Linked DNA regions of Mus musculus: regions 2, 3, 4, 5 and 6 are each linked to region 1. Evidence: chromatin contacts called from public Hi-C and promoter capture Hi-C data. All regions are on one chromosome and are shown on one strand. The core of a region is the stretch at or near the end of the contact, and the rest is flanking DNA. Distances in the headings are between cores, read along the strand shown. Region 1 holds the start of Rtraf (RNA transcription, translation and transport factor). Region 2 holds the start of Camk2g (calcium/calmodulin-dependent protein kinase II gamma). Region 3 holds the start of Sec24c (Sec24 related gene family, member C (S. cerevisiae)). Region 4 holds the start of 1810062O18Rik (RIKEN cDNA 1810062O18 gene). Region 5 holds the start of Anxa7 (annexin A7). Region 6 holds the start of Mrps16 (mitochondrial ribosomal protein S16).

What was found. Promoter capture Hi-C pulls out the DNA fragments that hold promoters and counts their contacts. Hi-C and Micro-C count contacts between places; a contact is called where the count stands out from the background. Capture Hi-C pulls out chosen DNA fragments and counts their contacts.
Region 2: a promoter capture Hi-C map of pancreatic islet shows a contact between it and region 1. The contact joins the promoter of Camk2g here to the promoter of Rtraf in region 1. A contact is called at or near these places in 1 of 39 promoter capture datasets (pre-B cells) and 1 of 9 other capture datasets (pancreatic islet).
Region 3: a contact with region 1 is called in a promoter capture Hi-C map of pre-B cells, with 5 times the contacts expected there. The contact joins the promoter of Sec24c here to the promoter of Rtraf in region 1. A contact is called at or near these places in 3 of 39 promoter capture datasets (cranial neural crest, liver and pre-B cells) and 1 of 484 Hi-C or Micro-C datasets (pro-B cells).
Region 4: a Hi-C map of CD8 T cells shows a contact between it and region 1, with 7 times the contacts expected there. The contact joins the promoter of 1810062O18Rik here to the promoter of Rtraf in region 1. A contact is called at or near these places in 3 of 39 promoter capture datasets (cranial neural crest, pre-B cells and stem cell-derived epiblast-like cells), 1 of 484 Hi-C or Micro-C datasets (CD8 T cells) and 1 of 115 datasets of contacts at active chromatin or transcription factors (memory CD8 T cells).
Region 5: a contact with region 1 is called in a promoter capture Hi-C map of pre-B cells, with 2.2 times the contacts expected there. The contact joins the promoter of Anxa7 here to the promoter of Rtraf in region 1. A contact is called at or near these places in 3 of 39 promoter capture datasets (frontonasal cranial neural crest, hippocampal neurons and pre-B cells), 1 of 115 datasets of contacts at active chromatin or transcription factors (pancreatic cancer cells) and 1 of 9 other capture datasets (pancreatic islet).
Region 6: a contact with region 1 is called in a promoter capture Hi-C map of liver, with 3 times the contacts expected there. The contact joins the promoter of Mrps16 here to the promoter of Rtraf in region 1. A contact is called at or near these places in 9 of 39 promoter capture datasets (cranial neural crest, embryonic stem cells, hippocampal neurons and 5 more), 3 of 484 Hi-C or Micro-C datasets (CD4 T cells, CD8 T cells and pre-B cells) and 2 of 115 datasets of contacts at active chromatin or transcription factors (pro-B cells and stem cell-derived neural progenitor cells).

The regions. Positions count from the first base shown.
Region 1 is chr14:19,821,979-19,825,540 of GRCm38.p6, reverse strand. It overlaps Rtraf (RNA transcription, translation and transport factor), which reads left to right and starts at 1,718. Exons shown (of 8, transcript NM_026528.3): 1 at 1,718-1,872; 2 at 2,851-2,975. The coding sequence starts at 1,812.
Region 2 is chr14:20,792,141-20,795,702 of GRCm38.p6, reverse strand. It overlaps Camk2g (calcium/calmodulin-dependent protein kinase II gamma), which reads left to right and starts at 1,615. Exons shown (of 21, transcript NM_001360186.1): 1 at 1,615-1,802; 2 at 3,090-3,184. The coding sequence starts at 1,738. It overlaps Gm30108 (predicted gene, 30108), which reads right to left and starts at 1,464. Exons shown (of 2, transcript NR_153779.1): 1 at 1,243-1,464.
Region 3 is chr14:20,672,773-20,676,334 of GRCm38.p6, reverse strand. Sec24c (Sec24 related gene family, member C (S. cerevisiae)) reads right to left here and starts at 2,014. Exons shown (of 23, transcript NM_172596.2): 1 at 1,947-2,014; 2 at 178-377. The coding sequence starts at 349.
Region 4 is chr14:20,544,426-20,547,987 of GRCm38.p6, reverse strand. 1810062O18Rik (RIKEN cDNA 1810062O18 gene) reads right to left here and starts at 1,695. Exons shown (of 6, transcript NR_033571.1): 1 at 1,644-1,695. Ppp3cb (protein phosphatase 3, catalytic subunit, beta isoform) reads left to right here and starts at 1,415. Exons shown (of 14, transcript NM_008914.3): 1 at 1,415-1,632. The coding sequence starts at 1,548.
Region 5 is chr14:20,478,454-20,482,015 of GRCm38.p6, reverse strand. Anxa7 (annexin A7) reads left to right here and starts at 1,883. Exons shown (of 13, transcript NM_001110794.1): 1 at 1,883-2,121.
Region 6 is chr14:20,392,011-20,395,572 of GRCm38.p6, reverse strand. Mrps16 (mitochondrial ribosomal protein S16) reads left to right here and starts at 1,939. Exons shown (of 3, transcript NM_025440.3): 1 at 1,939-2,092; 2 at 3,420-3,562. The coding sequence starts at 2,080. It overlaps Cfap70 (cilia and flagella associated protein 70), which reads left to right. Exons shown (of 29, transcript NM_029698.1): 27 at 558-659; 28 at 893-940; 29 at 1,172-1,383. The coding sequence ends at 1,252.

The DNA.
Region 1 (3,562 bases), core at 469-2,968:
AAGTGTTTCCCTCTCGGCCCTATTGTTCATTTCTTGCCTTTGTGCATCTGTTTCCAGCAAAATCAGTTATCATTTTGACTGCGAGTGAACTCCTCACTATCTCCAAGCCACTGTTTCTCTCTTTTGTCCCTCCCACCCTCCCTTTTTGGTCTTTTAAATGGAATCAAAGTAGACAGCCAGTCTGTCCTGCTCATCACTGCTCGCCTGTATCTGGAAAACAATTTGTAACGGAATGGGAAGGGTCTTAAATCCAGTAGGAGCATTTGATTGTCTCTAGAGCACAGCAGGCAGTTCCTGAGGCAGGCAAGCATGGGAGAGAGGATAGCTTGGAACCCCAATTTGTTTCTGGTTATTCACATAGCCCCTCTTACAATGATGCTCTTGGCAGCCTTGTTCCTTCATTGGTAAGTCACACACACACACACACACACATACACACACACACACACACAACCAAAAATTCTCCAAACAATTTACCTGGCACCTCGGAACTCCCTTAACCTCCCCAGATTATATATACTTCTACCTCTAAATAATAATGTTTCTTCACCCCTAGTACCAATCACACCTACACAGTTTTTATTCAAGTATATTCCCAATGTATGGGGTATAAAGATTAGAAGGGTCAAGATGGCCTGAACTTGCTTGGGGTATAGGCACAATTAAGGGGAAACTATGTCCTCTAATAAGCTTTTAAGAAGAATCTCTTATTTACTCTCATATGCCTGTGCATGTGATTAAAGCCAGATGCATTATTGGAAGGGACGTGAGCAGTATTGAAATGATCGTATAACCTGATCTATCAATTGAAATAAAGGATCATTCACATTAGTAACCAGCGCCTCCTTTTTCTTGACCGGTGAAGAGACCCAGGCTGTAGCCTGAGGTACTTGGTACTTTTGCTCGCGTTGCCTGCTGTCATTCTGTAACTTTGCACTATAGCATTGCTTCAAATAAAACTATTTTGCTTTTGCATATTTGGATAAGAGGCCAAAAACCTGGAAGCATGCAACTTAGATCATAAGCACCGACAGCTTTGCTAAAAGATAAGAAGAAAGTTTTAAATGGGCGCTTTAGATTATCAGTCGCGTTACAGAGTGGGGAAAATACATCAGGAAAGGCAAGAAAGGATGAGAGAGAAGAGATGGCAGGACTTAGTGGCCCACTGAAGGTAGTGACTGAGAGGTTTGAGGAGAAGGAAACGCAGGTTCCCGGTTTCTGACTTCACTGTTTGGGGACAAACTGAAATATGGCATGGGGGTTGTATCTAATCTCCACATCACTCCAATTAGTCCGAAAGAATATCCTGCAGGGACCTTTCTTTTCGATCTTTGTATTACCAGCGTTCAAAGACGAGCAATTAATACGCTCAAGATATTAAACAGCAACTCTGAGCCAATAAGAGCTATAGCCGACTCGAGAAAGCGTACAGACATTTTTTTTTTTTTTTTTTTTTTGGTTTTGGTTTTGGGTTTTGGTTTTGCCTACTGTTGCAAGAAAAGGAGTTAGATCCACGAATCGCAGCTTCAGACCTGCTTTCGGTCCATTGTACAACTAGGAAGCTGACAATAAAGTTTATTTGAGCGTCGACGTGCACCGACGTGGCCCCGCCTCCTAAGCAGCAGCGATGATTGGCCAGCGCTTGCGGGCTGCGGGCGTTCCTAAGCCGCGATTGGCTCCGTCCGCCGTCCGTCGGAGCGTCGGTCACCGCCCCGCCCCTTCGCCGCGTCGCCGGTGCCTGCGCTGCCCGCCTCACCTCGCTTCTCCTGTCCCGGCGGAGGCCCGGGCGGCCAGCGCGAGCAGCGGGGACCATGTTCCGACGCAAGCTCACGGCCCTGGATTACCACAACCCCTCAGGCTTCAACTGCAAAGGTGGGTGGCGGCCGCGGGGTTCGGCGACGGCGCCTCCCCAGCCCGCCCGGACCCGGACCCAGACCCGGCAGCCGCTGCCCTGAGGCGCTCGGCAGGCTTCCCGGCCCCCGGGCGGCTCGGCGGGCACCTGCGGGGTAGGGGAGGGGACCGGGGATGCCCTTCGGGGCGCGCAGAAAGTTCGTGGCCGGCTGCCAGGGAAGTGGAACCGTTCAGAAAAAAAGATATTCCAGTCCTGCGGGCCAGTGGGAAACTGAGAGTGAGGCGGGGACCAGGGCCTCATTCCGCTGTGCAGGACGCACCGGTAGAAGCGGGGTGGCAGCGTTTGGTCTCCAGAAGCATATCAGGGTCAGTCCTGGTTTTTACTTGGCTTTTACTTGGCTCAAGATTGCTGGGTGGCGGTAGAGCCGAAATTGGGGGTTGAGACCTCAGTTTTCTGACGAGTAAAATGAGGATCTTTCCTGAGGGTTTTGGGTTTTGGTGTTTGGAGGGGTTGGATCTAAGGAAGCAGGTGCGTCCCGGTAACTGTACACTGTCCCCTAGCTTTCAGTTTTTAATATTTGTATTCAGGGTGCTTTAATCGTTTATTTCTAGTTTATTTTATTCTATTGGCTTGCTTCAAAGTTTTTACCTGCCCAATGCCCCTTAAACTCTAAAGGAACCAGAGTTCTAATAAAACATAGGAAACACTGTGCCCTGCATGTTTAATTCATTCAATACTCAAAACATCCCCACGAAGTAAGTCCCGTTTTCCTCATCTTGTATCTGAAGAATCTGAAGCTTAGAAAGTGTATCCGGTTTTCTGAGGCTCATCCAGAATTTGAGTCTATTGCAGTGAGCCAGGTATCTATGGCTCTGCAGTCTGAACTTTGAGCTCTTGCTGACTTCCCTCGGGGTCAGTTAATGTAGTGTTTGCAGGTTAGAAAGCCACCAAGGATCACAAAGGCTTTTAGTGACTTGATATATGATGTTTCGTTGCAGATGAAACAGAATTTAGAAACTTTATCGTTTGGCTTGAAGACCAGAAAATCAGACACTACAAGATTGAAGACAGAGGTAACTTGAGAAACATCCACAGCAGTGACTGGCCCAAGTTCTTTGAAAAGGTAATGAATCAGGAAGTAGAAGGAAGCACAGAGAACTTTTGTAAACGTTGTATGTTGAGTTGAAAATTCCTATGTTCTTTTAAGATATAATAGTGATCAGTGTGAGTAAAGCTAACTCCATGGATTCAAACTCTGTTGTTTTGATTTTTAAAGCAAATTATATTATCTCCAACCGAGCTGTCAGTATTTGGATTAAACATCATTTTCTAAATGTCACGGCATTCCTTAATAGGATTGTCTACATAATTTGTATGTATGTATGTATGTGTGTGTATGTGTTTATATGTATGTCGGGTATCCGCAGAGGCCAGAAGAGCACAGCACGTCTCTTGGAGCTTTAGTTACATTAGATACGAAAATGCAGCAATATACTTTTGAGTCCTTGTCTTAGTTACATTTCTATTCTGTGAAGAGATACCATGGCTAAAGCAGCTTCTAACAGAGAGCATTTACCCTGAGATTTCCCTACAGTTTCAGAGGGTGAATCAATGACCATCATGTGTGGAGTGTGGCACCAGGCAGGCAGAGCACCGGAGCCATAGCTGAGAACTCGCATCCTTATCTTCAAGGAGGACTCAGAGAGCTCA
Region 2 (3,562 bases), core at 366-2,865, 970 kb before region 1:
TGGGAGGCCAGAGTACCTCTCAGTTGCCTCCCCTGGCAGCACTGGCCTGCTGACAGAGGAGGCTGGATTCCCAGTGGGCACCCTGCTGTAATCAAGACTGAGAGGCAGCAGTTGGCTGAGCTCCCTTCTGCCCAGTGGGGAATGGCCTCTGACTTGGGGTACAGCTGCGCGGGGGGGGGGGGGGGGGGCATCGGGAAATTGCCCTGCACATTGCTCCTCCAGAGTGGCTTTTACTTGACTCTGTCCCATAAAGTTGTAATATTGGAGACAGAGCCGTTCTATGAACACTGAGCCTGGAGCGAAGTACCCAGGGGTTCCTTTGGAGTGCACAGTTTAGTGGGAAGAAAAATACTACACAATAGCTGCAAACACTGTTTGAATAAGGTACTGAGGGTTACTCTAATATTATACATGATTTAACCCAGTAAATGCTCACAGCCCTATGAAGTATACTGCACTATTATTTCCAGTTCTCAAATAAGGCCCAGACAGATTTCATGAACTGCAGAATGCCTGAGGTCAATGATTTTCCAGACATCCGAGAGCTAGGTAGTATGATCCAAGAGTTCTCAATACTGTGTGCTAGCACTCATACTTGCAAATACATCATTACAAAATGTGATAAAGTGTCATAAATAAAAGTACTGGATGCCCACAAGAAAACGAGCATGTTTTCATCTTTTGCTTTTAGCCACTAGTGCACAAAGCCTTTTCAAGACATTCTTACTTTTATCTTTTATTACTGACCTAGGAGAGAACATTTATTTCTAAGACTGGAATGCAGGAAAGCATCACACGGGCCCGCAGGACAGCTCAGTGAGTAAAAAGATGCGTGAGCTAAGCCTGACTACCCAAGTTCCATCCCCCAATGTAGTGAAAAGAGAACCAACTCCCCAAGTTGTGTGACCTCCACACGTGCGCTGTGGCAACCATAGGGCCACAGGCATACACACACGAAACAAATAAATGGAAAGAAAGAAAGAAAGAAAGAAAGAAAGAAAGAAAGAAAGAAAGGAAGGAAGGAAGAAAGAAAGAAAGAAAAGCAAGCAAACATCTTGCCCCATGGCCTGGTTTCGCTGATAAAACCGCGGCTGAAGGTTTTCTGGTTTTGTTTTTTCTTAATGATGCCCTTGATTCTTGCACTAATCTAGAGTGTCGGCACCCTGGGGGAAGGCTGCGGGCAGCTGGCTCTGCAGTCTGGGGGCATCTCTCGAGTGTACAGTCTCACATACGCTCTTTGACCTTGGCATTTTCCGGCTTGGTTCAGGCTGCAGTCATGGGACCCACGTGTGGGGCCTCTCCCCAGACCTCGGTGGTCCAGACCCAACACCACTCAAGAACCACTTTCACACATTGGTTCCTGAGCTCTTGCAGGGTCCGCCCTGGAGGAGCCCGCAGGAGGTGTCTTCCAGTTCGGTCGGTCCCAGTGGGTGGCCGGGAGTGGGGACCCCGCGTCCTTGGCCCTCGGGTGCAGGGGGCCCAGTTCGGGCGGCTCCTGGGGCGGGGCGGGGCCGACGGTGGGAGGCCCCTCCCCGGGGGCGGGGCGGGGGCCAGCGGGGCTTGGGGGCGGGGCCGGCGGGCGGGCGCGGGGGTGTCCCTCCCTCCCTCGCTCTCTCCGGTAAAGTCTCGCGGTGCTGCCGGGCTCAGCCCCGTCTCCTCCTCTTGCTCCCTCGGCCGGGCGGCGGTGACTGTGCACCGACGTCGGCGCGGGCTGCACCGCCGCGTCCGCCCGCCAGTATGGCCACCACCGCCACCTGCACCCGCTTCACCGACGACTACCAGCTTTTCGAGGAGCTCGGCAAGTACGGCCCACCCGCCACGCGCGGCGGCCCCCCACCCTGGTCCAGGCGTCCCGGCGCTCTGCGGCTTCTCGCCCCGCCCCCCGGCCCTGCACCGGCCGCTGCAGCGCCCCCTCGACCCGCCCCACCCCCAGCTTTTCCCGCGTGCTGCCTCGGGGGCCCCTTAGCCCCGGGTTCCCGGTCCCGCAGCCCCCTCCGCGCCCTGCAGCAGCTGCCAGGCTGCTGCACCCGGCGCCGCCGCGGGAACTGCAGCCCCGGGACTGCTCCGGGGCGCCTTCCAGCCCCGCCCCTCCCGCACCCTTCAGACGCTCCCCTCCCTCGACCCCGCCTGTCCACCGCCCCCTCCCCACCCAGCTCCGGAGCCCACTCAGCACCGGCCCCCCAGTTCCCACGCGCCCGGCACTCAGGACCCTCCCCGGCTCTGCAGTTCCAGCCCCGCTGCGGTGCCGGGGTGTGGGGAGATGTTTAGTGCCGGGCCCCGCCCCCCCGCTAGTGCGGCTTCCAGGATCCCAGCCTTGCTGCTGGGCAGTGCTGCGGCACCCCCGGCCCCTCCCCCCATCCCTGCAGTGGTCCCAGGAGCCGTGCGCCGCAGCCGCAGCATCCCCCTCCCCTCCGCACTGAGCTGGCCGCCGCCGCAGCCCGGGTCCCCGCCACCCCCACCCGCGGTGCAGAGCCTGGCCACTGCAGCCCCCGCTCTGCCCGCCCCCCTAGATATTTCCAGAGCCCGAGATCGCAGCCCATTTGGCGGGTCACGTACAGGAAAATAGCACGGGGAAGGGGAGTTACTGCTGTCACAATCAGAGCTGTCTTTCCTCTGTTTCCCTGCTGTCAGTTGAGCGGGGATGCTGTGGGTTTAAGCCAGTTGAGCGGATCTTGAGCGTCACTTTCTCCCAGGCTTAAGGGAAATTTCTCAGGAAACCATACCTTCTGTTTAATCCCTCCTTTTCCCTACTTTCAATTATTTCTGCTGAGAGGAGGAACAAGGTCTCCCTGTTCTTCTCTCTCCTGGTTGCCTTTGCTGGGACCACAAGGCAATCAGTGAGATGCAGCAGGTGTGTATTTGAAGCATCGCCCACCAGTCTGAGGTTTGAGGCTGTTGGAACTAGATGGGAGCCAGGTGGTGCTCCACCCACATCTGTTTAGGGCCATCGGGTGGGCTTACCATTCTTAAGTTAGCTGTTGATTGTCCCTACAAGTCTGGTGGTTGGAGCATGGCTGTCCTCATCTGAAGTATGTGTGTGTCACTTTGCTTGGCGCTGTGTCCCAGTTCTTTCCCCCTTCTCTCTCCAGGGGTGCCTTCTCAGTGGTCCGGAGGTGTGTAAAGAAAACATCTACGCAGGAATATGCTGCAAAAATCATCAATACCAAGAAGTTGTCCGCCCGAGGTGAGCGTGCCCTGCCAGGGCTCTCTTTGAGGATCCCTCCAGAAATTAGATTTCTGCAGGTTCCCTGGGAGGTGGGGGAGTATGTGTTTTAGCACTTGGAGATGAGTTGGAATTTCAAGGTGGGTGGACTTAGAAGCCAGACAAGGAGGTGTGAGGGAATTGGAAGTGCTCAGGGAGGGGGAAAAAAAAGTAAGAGATGAGTGTAGCTGGAGTGGTCTCCAAAGGGTTGAGGGAGTTCAAGTTCTCAGTGGAGAATTGAGAAGGCAGTGTATTGTATGGAATGAACAGCTCTTAATTTAGGGTACTTAAAGCCCCTCTTCTTTAGGGCAGGGCTGGCTACTGCAGGCTTGTCCTAGCCCTTGTGCCCCGGTGGTAACT
Region 3 (3,562 bases), core at 765-3,264, 850 kb before region 1:
AGGTGGCTTAGGTAGAACAGTCACATGTAAAAACGAGGCGAGACAAGACTATTCCCAGGGCCTTCATTTTCAAAGAGTCAGACTCATGTTCCTCAGTCACAGGACCTAAGCAGCTTTGTTAAAGCAACACAATCGAACCTGAAGACTGCTCATTCCCTTCCCTAGCTCAAAACATACCTTGAGGAGGTGCCTGCTGATAACCTGGCACTGGGCCATTGTAGGCTCCATAGGGAGTAGCAGGGGCTGCAGGTCCTGGTTGCCCACCATAACTCGACTGATGATACCCTGGGTAGATGGGCTGGTTCTGCCCATATGGTGGAACAGGTGGAGCTGACTGGTTGACATTCATTATGAGAGCATCCCCGATTTGATCTCACCTATTGAATGAAGGAAAAGAACGAAATCAGTCAAAACAAACTTTCTACGGAGGGAGCAACTATTCAGGGAAGGAAGGAAGAGATGAAAAGGGATTGACCTTATCAGGCTGTGATCAGTTGAACTATTCCCACACTACTACAGGATCTCAGAAACTTCCTGCCCCGCCAGTATGCAGTCACTTTCTTCAAAGCAAGGGTTTTGTTACTGTGAACCCCATGTTGTGTCACTGCCAAGAAGGTATAAATTTCAACTTCAGACAGACTTAATGGAACAGAACAGCAGCAGCCATTCTCCAGTGGTATGACTTTCAGTGTCCAGGCAGTCACACAGAGTCCTCTGCCTGATAACTACCATGATGTTACAGGTAAATAAAGCAATGTTTCCACTTTCCATTCATTGTATCTACCACCAAGTCATCCATTCATCCCCCAAAACAGAATAACTTCAAATGTACTAGGTTTTGTTCAAACACACACACACACACACACACACACACACACACACACACACAAAGAAAAACTGTAAAGTAGCTATTTGGGAGAAACAGTATTCTTTGTCTGACCTACAATAATCCAAATGTTACTCTGACCCCAGTCTTTCCATGAACAGAATGTATTAACCTCACAAATGAAACATTTAAGATAAAAAAAAAGTAGCAATATTCCATGGCAAAGGTCATTCATCTCATGTCTCAAGCAGAGGACTATGGGTATTCTACATCCAAGAGCATGCCTGTAATTGTTTCTGTTCTAAGGTTTGTTTGATAGGTCGCTATCAAACTATTGCAATCTTGCCCAGGAACAGAAGGATGAGTTGGAGGTCCTTTTCAGGGGTCATTCCAACAAGGGGACTGGAGATCTAAACATCCTTCTAGTTATTATACAGGCAGAAGAGGCCCAGGAAGAGTGAGACCTCCTTTCAGGTGCTGCAGTAGAACAATAGGTTTCTCTTTGCTAGGAGAGCCCAGAAGCTAAACCGCTGCCGGACTGAAAACTCTGTAAAGTCAAAGCCATTTTAGAACAGTCCTTCCAAACGCTAAACGTTGCACATGCCACCAACATCAAGCCTGGGAAACGTCCCTCTCCCTTTAATTTCCTGAAGGAGGCTGAGGGACCGAATAAGCTCAGAGTCAAACTCCAATCTTGACTCCATTCTAGGGGGATAGCCGAGGGTGACAACCGAAAGGGGCGGGGCAAGCTTCCTAGAACTCTGAAAGTACCCGAGATGCGGAGGCTTGAGCGCTCCAGAGATCGAGATCCGGAAGCCAAGCCAGCCTCTAGGGCCACGAAGAGGGCCGGTTCACTAAGCAGTAAAGACCAATCCTCTAATGCCCTTCAACATGCTGGGAGGGCGAAGCGAGCCGGAACCTGGGCCAGGAGGTGAAGGGAGGGGTCCGGGGACCTAAGACCGATCGCCGGCCACAGATGCGAGAGGTGAGGGTCTCTTTCTAGGCCCCGCCTCCAGGCTCCTCCCTTTCCTCTAAAACCGGACAGCGATCAGGCCAAAAATACCCTGGCCTCTCCTCAGCATTCCTCCCCACCACGCAACCTCGCGATGCCACTCCTCACCCGGCTCCAGATCCAGGTTCGACTTCGTTCCTAACGTCAAGGCTCCCAGGCTCAACTTCCGGTTCCGAGGGGGGGGGGGCTGGCGTGCCGTCCCCGGAAGTTCCGCCCCATGCTCTAGGGCTAGGCCACTCCTTCTGCCACGTCGGCCTTAGGCACGCTTCCGGAAACCCGGATGTTGCGCATGCGTATGTGGTGTATCCCGTCATGGACGCAGTCTGTAAAGTATTGCTGAGTTTCATGCTTTTTTTTTTTTTTTTTTTTTTCTTTCCTTTCCAGATTTTTCCACATTTTCCAGACTTTTTTTATGGCTTTACCAGCTGAGAGGGTATTGAGAAAACTAGGTCAGATTATTTTTAGTAACGCTCCCTTCGTCGTGTGTTGACTTTAAGGACAGCTAGTCTTGTATCCACTTCCTGTTAACCTTTCACCCCGTTGATTTGCGTCCCTACGGTAGAGCTCACCCTGACCTTTGAGCCACACGTGGTAGTGGTAGGGTGGGTTCTAACCCTCGACTTTGGGCCGATTAGTTCAATGTTTGGACAACTTCTGCCCCGGTTTACTTCTTTAATGAAAAGAATTCGTGTCGAACAGTGAATTGGGATGAATTTAGAGACGTTTCCTAAGATTGTTCAGTATAATGTTTATTCAATAAAGATTAGTTACCATTTTATGCCTTGCCCTTTTTTTAATAGAGGTAACTCTACCAGAATATAAAGACCTCCCTGCTCTCTGTTAAAAGAGCTACAATTCTTTCAGTAATCATAAGACTCTTCAGAGAACAATGTTAACTAATAAATGATTATTGCTCTTTTATCCTCTAATCAGTTTTTTGAGACTGGATCTCAATTTATAGGCAGACTATCCTGAAACTGGATATATAACCCATGATCACCGTGAACTCCCACTTTTTATGCTTCCAACCTCTCCGTTGCATGCATTGGAATTCTTTCTGTGCTGTTATGCTTTAAGCACTTCTTTGGGCCAACTTAGGTTCATGAATAGAGTAGGCAAACTGTTTTGTGGGGTTTTTTCCTACGTAATGGTAGTTACACAGTAATGCATGCTTAGAGAAAAATGGGCATTTAAGTTTGCATGTCAGTTACTAACCAGTCAGTTGTTTCTGTCTAGCTTGTTTTAAAATGTCTTATGTATGGGTGTTTTGCCTGAATGTGTATCTGTGCACTTTGTGACTACAGTACCTGCAGAGGCCAGAAGAGGGCACTGGATCCCCTGGAACTGGAGTTAACAAATCTTGTAAGATACATGGATGCTGGAAATCAAACCCAAGTCACCTGGAAAAGCAGCCAGTGTTCTTTGTCACCAGCCCTGTTTCTATCCACTTTTAAAATACTGTCCGTGGATCCTAGTATCAGTATCAGCTGAGACTTGTTAGAAATGTAAATTAATATCTTTCCTATTTATTTGGGATTTTTTTTTTTTTTTCAGAGACAGGTTTTCTCTGTGTAGCCCTGGCTGTCCTGGAACTCACTCTGTAGACCAGGTTGATCTTGAACTCAGAAATTCACCTGCCTCTGCCTCGCAAGTGCTGGGATTAAAGGGTACATTACCACCACCACTTTTATCCACTCTTATGACTCTCTCTCTCTCTCTCTCTC
Region 4 (3,562 bases), core at 446-2,945, 720 kb before region 1:
ATCTTGATCTTACTGATGAACACAAAGAAACAACAGATGCTGAGAACGTTGCCCTCCTAATCACTGAGGACAGATTCTGAGAACTTGTGTTACTGAGTAATAAGATACAGAGGGCTTTCTTGTTTCATCCTATTTGGATGCTATAACATAGAGACATGGGCCTTAGTAGATATGTTGGCCCCTGAACCATTCAACACTGCTCGTGTCATACACACAATTCTATCTTTTTGGAAGAAGTGTAATGACTGTGCATATGTATGAGGAGGACACATGAAGGCTAGAGTAAGCTGTACTAGTCAGTTCTCTTTTAATACCTTGTGTGCCCTGTGGTTCCATTACTGGGTTTGGTGGCCTATGCCTTCAGCATCTGAGCATCTTATTAATAACTGTTAAGGACCACCTGTACTTGTTTCTTGACCTCTTGGATGCTGGTCAACTTGGATCTGTTTCTGCAAGTTGCCCAAATTCAAATTCCGAGTATGTACAAAGATAAGGAACTAATTTCCTATTTTCTACCTACTTAGTCTCTGCTTTCCATTTTTTTCTATTTCATTTCTTTATTTACAAGTTTTAGTAGATGTCAGACTAGAAGGAGTCTAATTCCTTCTTTCCATTGTCTCCTTCGGCCATGGGGATTAGTCCTAAGGAACTTAAATCACAGTCCTTGGCTGCAAGCACCTTTATCCATTGAACCATCTCTCTGCCTTCAAATTTATTTGCTCAGTGAATTACGAGAGAGGCAATGGCTTTCCAGGGGAATCTTACAGGTTCTCAGGACACCTCTTGGTGTCATTCCCTACTTCCCTTGATCCATTTTGGTTCTTAAATCGTGGTGCTTAGACTTTTCCAGCTGAATTTATGTGCCTTTGGACTTTTCCAAACTCTCAAAGCAAGAGTTCGAATTCTATGCAACTCTCTAGGGCCCCGTTTTGTTGAGACAGTCTCACTTTGTTGCCCTGAGTGGTTAGACCTAGCTAGACTTGAACTTACAGAGTTCTGCCTTCCCCTGCCTCCTGAGGTCTGGTATTAAAGGGAAAATTTCATTTTAAATGATAATGCCACTCTATAGATTCCCTGATGCTTCTTTCATTTTTCTCTCTGGCCATAGTATTATCACTTAGATTTTGTAGATAAATTGTCATATATTTGTCTAGGCCTGGGAAATTCTGAGATCAAATTACACCTCTTCATTTTCCTGGGCTCCAAAGCGGCCAAAAAACCGTCCTTTTTTCCCCTTGCATTTTATCAACAGCCCCTCAGTTTAATCTGCAACCTCTCTTTACTGGTTTGTCTTTCTGCATGTACGGAATTTTCACCTGATCCCTTGGACTGTTTCCGTTTCTGTAGTAGCCTCGGTAATTTTGCTCAAGTCCCTGGAGCTTGTCCCGCCCCCGCCCCTGCACGCGCGATGCATGACGGTCTTAGCCCCTCTGAAGGGAAAGAGGGTCCGCCATGTTCCCCGGCGGCGCCGCCGCTTGGCTCTGGTAGCCGCCGCCCCCGCCCCCAACCCCGCCCGTCCCGGCACCTAGCCGAGCCCCGGGCCCAGCATGGCCGCCCCGGAGCCGGCCCGGGCCGCGCCGCCCCCGCCCCCGCCCCCACCGCCCCCTCTCGGGGCCGACCGCGTCGTCAAAGGTGAGAGGTACCCGAAGCCTGGGGGCCTGGCGTGAGGCGCGGTGTGAGGGCGGGCGGGAGTCCGTCCCCTCAGGAGCGGGCCTGGCGGGGCGGGCGAGTGACTGGCTGCCTCCCTTGGGGAGTGGCCCCTGGGCGGGTCCCCGCTGGGCCGGGCCGAGGCGTAGGCTGCTCCTCGGTCTCCCGCTCGCCCTGCAGGCCCGGGCGGGCGTCGTGCGCGGGCTGTCGCTAACGCGGGCTCAGGGCCGTCCGCCGCAGTGAGCCCCTTTCTTTCCTGCTTTGCCTGTGGTCGGCGCGGCGCCCGCGTTAAGAGCTTCCGGCTCCTCGACAGCTGCACTCCCGGCTTGCCCGGGCGCACCGAGGGGCCCCGGAACCCCTTAGCCGCACGCCGTTGGACTCGCCCGCGTTCTGGCCCACGCCTGCTCCCGGGTGACAACGCCTAGCTAGCGCCAGCCGCAGGGGGTTTGCGCTCGGCCCTCAGATGCCACCCCGCGCGGAAATCGGGAAAACCGTATGGGACTGGACCAGGATGAAGGATCCCGGGGTGACCTAGGAACCCAGACGTAGCTGCGGGGCAGGGGAAAAAGCCATCTTACAAAGAGGAGGCAAAAAAGTCCCATGTATAGGAAGTGGTACACTTAACAGAAAGGGTTTTACAAGCCGCCTCTAAACACACGACTTACTCTTTAGAAGGAAAAGTGAAATTCTTCTGAGCCAGGGAGGACGTGTGTGTACAGATAAACAGATTTATTTAAATTAAATTGAGAGGCAGTTGAAAGTTCCTTAAAAGTCCAGGCTCTCAGAGAGAGCCCATCTACCACACTAATACTATGGATTAAGAATATTAAGAACTGAAATTATTTTTCTTTATTTTGCAGTCAATAAGCAGAAATCGTAAAATGAAGATTTCGTCATTTAGATTATGCTCATTTTTAAAGTTATTTTAATTTTCAAATTCAGTGTCTCAAGTATAGACTGGCACAGTGTTTAAATACTGCTAGCTTTGCTTTGAATTGTGACCATGGTTTGCCATTAAAATATTTTAAAACAAACCCTTTTCTCGTGTGTGTGTGTGTGTGTGTATGTATGTATGTATGTATGTGTGCTGGTTTTTCGAGATAGGGCTTTTTTGCGTAGTCTTAGCCAGGAACTTGGAAAGTAGGCTGGTCTGGAACTCAGAGATATGCCTGCCTCTGCTTCTTAAGAGCCCAATCAAAGGTGTACGCCACCACTGCCCACCTGTGTTTTTTCTGTTTTCAATCTGCACTTTAGGTTCTTAAAGCATGACATATGTGGTTGGGTTAAGCATTAGAATGAACTAAATAGGACTGGAGTAAGAGCGGGTAAGAGCACTGACTGCTCTTCCAGAAGTCTGAGTTCAGTTCCTAGCAGCCACATGGTAGCTCACAACCATCTGTCATGGGATCTGATGCCTCTTCTGGTGTGTCTGGAGACAGTGACAGTGTACTCATATACATTAAATAAATTTTAAAAAAAGAATGAATAGGTTTTTTTCTCAAAGATTTATTTTATTATTATAAATAAGTAGACTGTTGCTGACTTCAGACGTACCAGAAGAGGGTGTCAGATCTCATTTCAGATGGTTGTGAGCCACCATGTGTTTGCTGGGATTTGAACTCAGGACCTCTGGAAGATCAGTCAGTGCTCTTACTCGCTGAGCTATCTCACCAGCCCCTAGAATGAATAGTTTATGAGCTTCTTTTTCTGGGATTTTTTTTTTTCTTGAAGGATAGAAGATCAGGCATTGATCCTATTAATTTCTGTAATTGTATAGGTGGGGGTTGAAACAGGCCATTGCCTGCTTCTTCATTTTCTTAACTATATTTCCTGTGTGCTTATTTTTCTGGATACTTTTCACCAGAATAATAGCTGACGTAACTAGTCACATTCCCAAATCATGTATTTATGTTGT
Region 5 (3,562 bases), core at 634-3,133, 660 kb before region 1:
GTAGCTGTCCTGGAACTCATTCTGTAGAACAGACTGAATAATAGACCTTTCAACAAACCTTGCTAGAACAATTGGATAGCCACATGCAAAAGAGTAAAGTTGAAGCTCCAGTTCATATCATATAAAGTGAGTTTAAACTGTGTTGTGGGACATGCCTCTAATTCCAGTACAAATGCCGGTATGGCAGGAGGCTCAGGAACTGGGAGGCTGTCCTGGCTACACAGCAAGGCTAAAGTCAACAAAATCGACAGCACTCAGGAGGTAGAGGAAGAAGGATCAGTTCAAGCTCATCTGTGGTCGCACAGCAAGTTTTGAGGTCAGCTTGAGCTATATGAAGACCCAGCCTCAAACACTTTAAAATGGATCAGAGATCTAAAGAACTTCAATGCTTAGAATATATAAATCTTCATGAATTTGTACAATGTTTTCTTAGATATTACACGAGTAGCACAAATGTTGGCTTTCACACCAACTTGGGCAGCCATGTGCAGAGACTCCCCTTGTATGAAGCACCTAGAGACCTCCAGCTGCCAGGCTCCACCCCACAGGCTACTCGAACAGAAGAGTGGGAGTGGCCAGGCCCCGCCCTACAGAAAAAGAAGCTCATGATCTGGCCACCCTGGAAAGGTCTGCACCTCCCCGCCAAGACACCGGATAGAAAGCCTGCTTTCTGCTCACTTCTTCACTGCTTCTTTGCCAAGTCTATTCTGTAAGGTTTGATGTGTGGTGTGACTCTGCTATTCCTTGGCTCCAGGAATACCAGAGGATTCCAGGATACCTTTTACTTCTGGGATGTAACAATGAAAACAAAAAACTACCTTCTTTCAATTTTTTTTTTTTTTTTTTTTTTTTTTTTTTGGCTTTTTGGCTTTTTGAGACAGGATTTCTCTGTGTAGCCCTGACTGTCCTGGAACTCACTCTGTAGACCAGCCTGGCCTCGAATTCAGAAATTCAACTGCCTCAGCCTCCTAAGTGCTGGGATTAAAGGTGTGCGCCACCACTGCCTGGCTTACCTTATTTTAAATTTTATGTTTCAAATATCAAGTGAAAGTGCCTTGGGCCTGTGAGATGGCCCAGTGGTAAATGGGCCTTGCAGCCAAGCCTGGAAAACACAGTGGCATTCTCTCAACCTACATGGTGGAAAGGGAGCACTGTCTCCTCTTCCAAGTTGTCCTCTGACCTCCACATGTGCCCACACTCAGAAATATATCTTATACAAATAAACTTTTTTAAAAACTGTAGTATAGTGGAATTGGCGTGTGCTGAGGTGTGAAGGCATTTGTCTCCATGCCTTACCCAAGTGTTTACCGTGGAGCCTTATGACCTGAATTCCATCCCTGAAAATCACATGGTAGAGGAAGGGAAACAATCCCTACAAGTCATGCTCAGGCTTACATACCCAAATACAATTTTGTCGTGAAAGTGAAAGCCATGGTGGAGAGCTGGCTCAGTCAGGTGCAAATGCCAGCCTGTAATTCTATCACTGAAAATGCATACGTGAATCCCAGGAGCTCACTGATCAGCCATTCTTGCCTTACTGCCCATCAGTCCCAGTAAGACCAACCTTAAAAAAAAAAAAAAAAAAAAAAAAAAAAAAAAAAAAAAGAGGTGAACATTTGGTTGACCTGTAACCTCCATTCATCACTTCACTATGTCTCTGTGTATGTTTTCTTTCCATGTAAGTGCCTCAAATACTTAGTTCTATATATGGTGAGTTTAACACTAATGGACCAGTAGAACTTTGAACCCTGCTTAGTTTTGTTTAATTCAACTCCAGTTCTGTCTACTCACAATTCCCTATAGTCACATGAAACAAACCTAGGTTCTCAGGATCCCCGGAGGCCTGGAGCTCTCTATCTTTGAGTCCCTCTGCTCCGCCCACTTGCGCGGCTCCACCCAAAGCTGCAGTTCCTTTCTACAGTAGCACCACCTGGAGTAGATTTACCTCGCTGAGATATAGACACGTGTTAAAACTAGCTGAGCCACCTGAGGGGCGCAGCGTCCCGCCCGAGCTTGGGGGCGGTCCAAGCAGCTAGCACCCTCGCGCCGCCCATGCGCCACGCCCTCTGGCTCCATATTGCAGGAAAGCGGGCTAGGGTGTGACGCTGCTTTCTCGTTCAGGTGAGGACTCGCACCCCCTCCCCTTGCTGTTCTTCCGTCGGTCAGTCAGCTCGTTCCCAGTCCCTGGTCTGGTCTTCCAACCGTAGTCGTAGAGCCCCGCGCGTGTCCTAACGAGGTGGGCCTCCGGGTGGCGGACGCGGACTCGGACGCGTTTCGGGTGTTTGGGGTGGGTTGGGCATGCTTTCCCTGCGTGCTGGAGGACTGGGAAGGTCTGTGGGTAAATCACTCTGTTAGGCTTAGAGTGGGATGCCAGGCAGCAGTGGTACCCCGCTTTCGGTCAGTTGGGCCGCAAGTGGCGGACTTAAGGCCCGATGGTGGCCCTGGTGAAGCCCCTTGCCAGAAGGCCGACTAGCAGCTCCGAAAGCTGGCTTTGGCTAGTGACTAGACTTTTTGGTGACACAGCAAATTTAGAGGAACTTGAGGAATTTGTGCCGTGCTTAATGACATCTAGGGCAGAATTCACAAGCCTGATATGTAAGCTCCGGTTTAAAATTCTTGGAAACTATTCCAGTAACAATCTAGATTTTTTTTTCCTTGTCCTTGACCCATATCAGCCGTCTAGGTAAGCAAGATGCAGAGGGGAATGGCTAAACCAAGTGAAAAGACGAAAGGTATTTTACTGTTATCCATTACATTCCTTAATTGCTGCCAGGTGATAGCGAGCCATTCTGATAAAGCAATCTGCCCCAATTACAGTACAAGTGTAGTGAGCTACGGTTTAGGCCAGGAAATCATTAGAAACAAGTGGAGTAAATAATTTTGCTCCCGCAAACTTAAACCACCCTTTAGCCCTCGTGGTTAAGTAGAGGGCTACCTTCCCACGCAGAGGACTAAGCCCTGTTTCCCTGTTATCCTCAGTCATTGCTTTAAATGGCCCTTCCGGAACCTAGAGGCGGCTTTTGGGAAACTGTTTCTGTTCTTGCCTGGCCTAAGTCACACTTCCTGTTTCCCTTCCCAGTTTGTCACCGGTCCCCACCCCCAACCCCACCCTTAACTTCTTAGGCCTCTTGCCAGTTGAGAGACTGACATAGATCCACCCTTTTACTAACTGACTCACTGGGTGGAGATGGTTTGGAGAACCAAGATTGGATTTTCCAAGTTTTTCTAAAGGTTGTTTGTAACATTGTTAAAGGGAAAACAAAAGCTCTGGTTCACTCAGAAGAGTCCTGTTAACTTCAGCAGAGCTGAGTAATTTGTTGAGTCACCCTAGGGTTTGTTAGCCTTTTACAAAAAGTTTAAAGTCTACTTTTTGAAGTGATCACATGAGCAATGTTTAAAGGGGCTAAAAGGCCATGAAAAAATGAGCTGCTTTGTCGTTATACCCCCCACATACACACCCACACCCCACACACACCCCACACACACCTGCATGCACTCTCCCAGTCAGGCTGCACCCTTTTCTGCTTCCCTGTCTCCTTCCTGTGAGCTTGTTTACTGAGAG
Region 6 (3,562 bases), core at 690-3,189, 570 kb before region 1:
CTACATATGAATTCAGAAACACTGGTGAATTTTGAAGGTTTTTTTTTGTTTTTGTTTTTGTTTTTTTTTTGAGTAGCACTGGTATAGGTCGTGGACATCTATTGGTTGAATAGCAGATTCATCTAAGCTGACTCTAGTTGTGTTTTATGAAGTAGAAAAGAGGCCAGGATATGTTTTGGTAGAGGTGTGGTATAGTGAGGTGGGAGAGGTTGCCTCTGTGGGCCCATGCTGAGGCACCCCTTCCCCCTGAGGGACCAGCCACACAACAGATACAGTATAGAATAGAGTTTATTTAGGGCATGTGTAAGGGAGTTGAGAAAGTAGTAGAGACAGAGAAAGGGGGGGGGGCGGGGAGGGAAGAAGAGGAGAAGAGGGAAGGCCAGAATCATTGAGAGAGAGAGAGAGAGCAAAGAGAGGAGCTCCTTTCATAGTAAACTAGGCATACCTGGCAATTGCCAGGTAACCGTGGGGTGGAGCCTAGAAGGAATTCTAACAACTCTACTATGCTTAAGTGGAAACCAATTTGGACTGTATCTCCTAACTCTCTCTCTGCCAAGCTGGAGGAGCTCACGGAAGCTGAGGATGCTCTGTCTGAAGCCAACGCGTTGAATAACTGCAACGCCGAAGTGTGGGCCTATCTGGCTCTGGTCTGCCTGAAAGTGAGTGTTTCTTATTGTCCCTTCACAAGGCCCTCTCAGGGGTCAGGTGAAGGCCCAACTAAGAAAGAAAGGTAAGCTGGCTGTTAGCACACAGCAACTGAAGTTGGAAGAGTTCCAGATTTGTCTCTACTGATGACAAGGAGAATGTTCTGGGCGGTTCCTCCTTGAGATGGATGTGGTCAGTAACCTCCGATTCACATTTTACTAGGAAAGATGTTAATTGCTTCTTTCAGGTTGGACGACAACTGGAAGCAGAGCAGGCTTATAAGTACACAATAAAGGTATGCGACAGCTGATTGCCATTCTGAGAGTGTACAGACCATGAGAGCGCTCAGTGCCTGATGAATTCCCACCCAAGATCCAATACATTCCAATTCTTTGAGAGCTTCCATGGTGTCGAGAATACAGGAGAGGCCCATCCCGTCCCCACAAATCTGGAGCCTCTTAAATTAGGGGTCTTCAAAGTCACCTGGTGTGTTGGACATAACTTCTTCCCTGCCTTGTTTCTGCAGCTGAAACTGAAAGACCAGGCTCTACTTGAAGAAATCCACACTGTACAGGAAATGGTTGGTTTTGGAAATCCATCTTTCTGACAGCCTTACAAGTGGATATTTAATATGGAGCCCCAAGCACGTTTCCTTTCCAAACTGTCACCAGATGAAGCCTGCCCATCCCCACCCCTTTAGTTCACATTAAAAAAATATAAACCCCAAACTCAAAATTTATCATGTTTCTGGAGTCGTATGTATAGCACATTATATTTTATATGCTCTTATGTACATGTAGCTAATTAATAGCCACTATTTGTGGGTAGATATCTGGCATAATGGTGTGACTATTAGAATTACTTTTTAAAGTTTATCTGATCACCTTGTTGGTAAGATTCCCTGGAGGTGCACAATTGCCAAAGTTCTGGACCAATGTTACTGGGGCTTGGAAATTAAGGCAACATCTTCAAAGGTGGGACCAGAATACAACTGTGCTGTGTCACACACAGTTGACAGTGGGTAAGAGAACAGAGGATATTCCGGAGGCGGGGGAACCGTCGCAGGATGGAACGGCCTGCAAGGAACTCAGCACCGCCGCGGACAGGAAAGTCTCCCGCACGCCGCAGGCACTCAGCTGAAGACCGCCAGCAGCCCACGCCTACAGACACGCCTCTTCCGTAGCAGTCAAGGATCAGTCACCGGCGCCCTGTGGCACTCCCGGCGCTCGGTTGCCCTCCCGTGCGCATTGGAAGAGAAAGCGGAAGGGGCGGGCCGATCGGCCGGAGGCTTCCGCAGAGGGCTTTCCGGCTCTGGAGTGGTGCGGACGTCGCGTCGTGTGCCCGCCGGCCGCTTGGGGGCGCTCTTCCGGGCTTCAGGCTCTGTGCCGCGGGGCTGTGCAGCGGGACAGCTGGAGAGCCGCTCGCCCAGGCACCATGGTCCAGCTCAGTGAGTGCGCGGGGCTTCCGGGCGGGCGTGGGCTGCGGCGACCCGGGCTAGGCGCGGCCACATCGCCTTCCAGCGGAGCTTCGTCTCAGTCCGTCTCGCTTTTAGCAGTGGTCTCACTGGGTAGCTCTGGCTGGCCTGGAACTCGCAGCGTAAAGACGGGCTGGCTTCGAACTCCTTCCTAGACAGACCTTTGCCTCTGCCTCCCAAAGGCCCTGTGATTAGAGGCGTGCGCCACCGCGCCCAGCCTGTCTCAGTTTTTTACCACACATCGTAGAAATCGTTTTACAGATGAGGCACCTAAGGGTAAGACAAGGTCATGGCTTAGTAAATGGTGTTAGGGTCCGAGAATTTGGAAATAATCCAATATGAAAACCAAGTTTAAACCAGCAAGCTTATTTTAAAAGCTAATATTTCGGGGAGACGGCTGGGTTCGGGGTCCAAAACGTGACAGCGTGGGGCAAGACAGGACAACCTTTTAAAACATAAAAACCACAAATTGGATGGGCTAGGGACCACATGCATGGTTTTCCATACCTGTCATTTTAAGTGGGTTACTACCGGTCAAGTACCTCAGTTGGCTTTTTTTTTTTTTTAAACTTTTTATTAGGTATTTTCCTCATTTACATTATGCTATCCCAAAAGTCCCCCATACCCACCCCCCACTCCCCTACCCACCCACTCCCCCTTTTTGGCCCTGGCGTACCCCTGTACTGGGGCATATAAAGTTTGCAAGTCCAATGGGCCTCTCTTTCCAGTGATGGCCGACTAGGCCATCTTTTGATACATATGCAGCTAGAGACAAGAGCTCCTGGGTACTGGTTAGTTCATATTGTTGTTCCACCTATAGGGTCTCAGTTGGCTTCTTAACTTGGCCTGGATTGAGGCCAGCCAGTCAGAGCCTATATAGTGGCTGGTTGGTTTCAGTCCGGACTAGTTGCTAACCAACAAGGCATAGGGTGAGATATTGTGGCCTAAGTTCATATGGGGCGCCTGGGGCCAGAAGCCATTTCTGGGAATTCAGCTGTTTCTTAGAATTTATCTTAGTACAAAGTGGAGACTATTTACAAGATGGAGTCTCCAAGGGTAAAGTGGACCCCAACCTCGGCAGGACTGTGTTATGTGGATTTGGAAAAAAGGAGGTATGTCTGGTCTGGAGGGGTTAAGGAGGAGTTTCACCCACACGATTGTATCTAAGCTGGATGGGGCAGGGCATAGATTGGAAGTGAGAACATTGCAGTAGAAGGAGGAATTGTGCCTTTACCTTATATTACCTTATATTTTGAGTCTACTAAACATTTTTGCACCCTAACGAACTATTTCTCTACAGCAACCATTTTCTGCAAAGCCTACCACGGAGGCCACCTAACCATACGCCTTGCTTTGGGTGGCTGCACCAACCGGCCTTTTTACCGCATTGTGGCTGCTCACAACAAGTGCCCCAGGGATGGCCGATTTGTGGAGCAGTTGGGC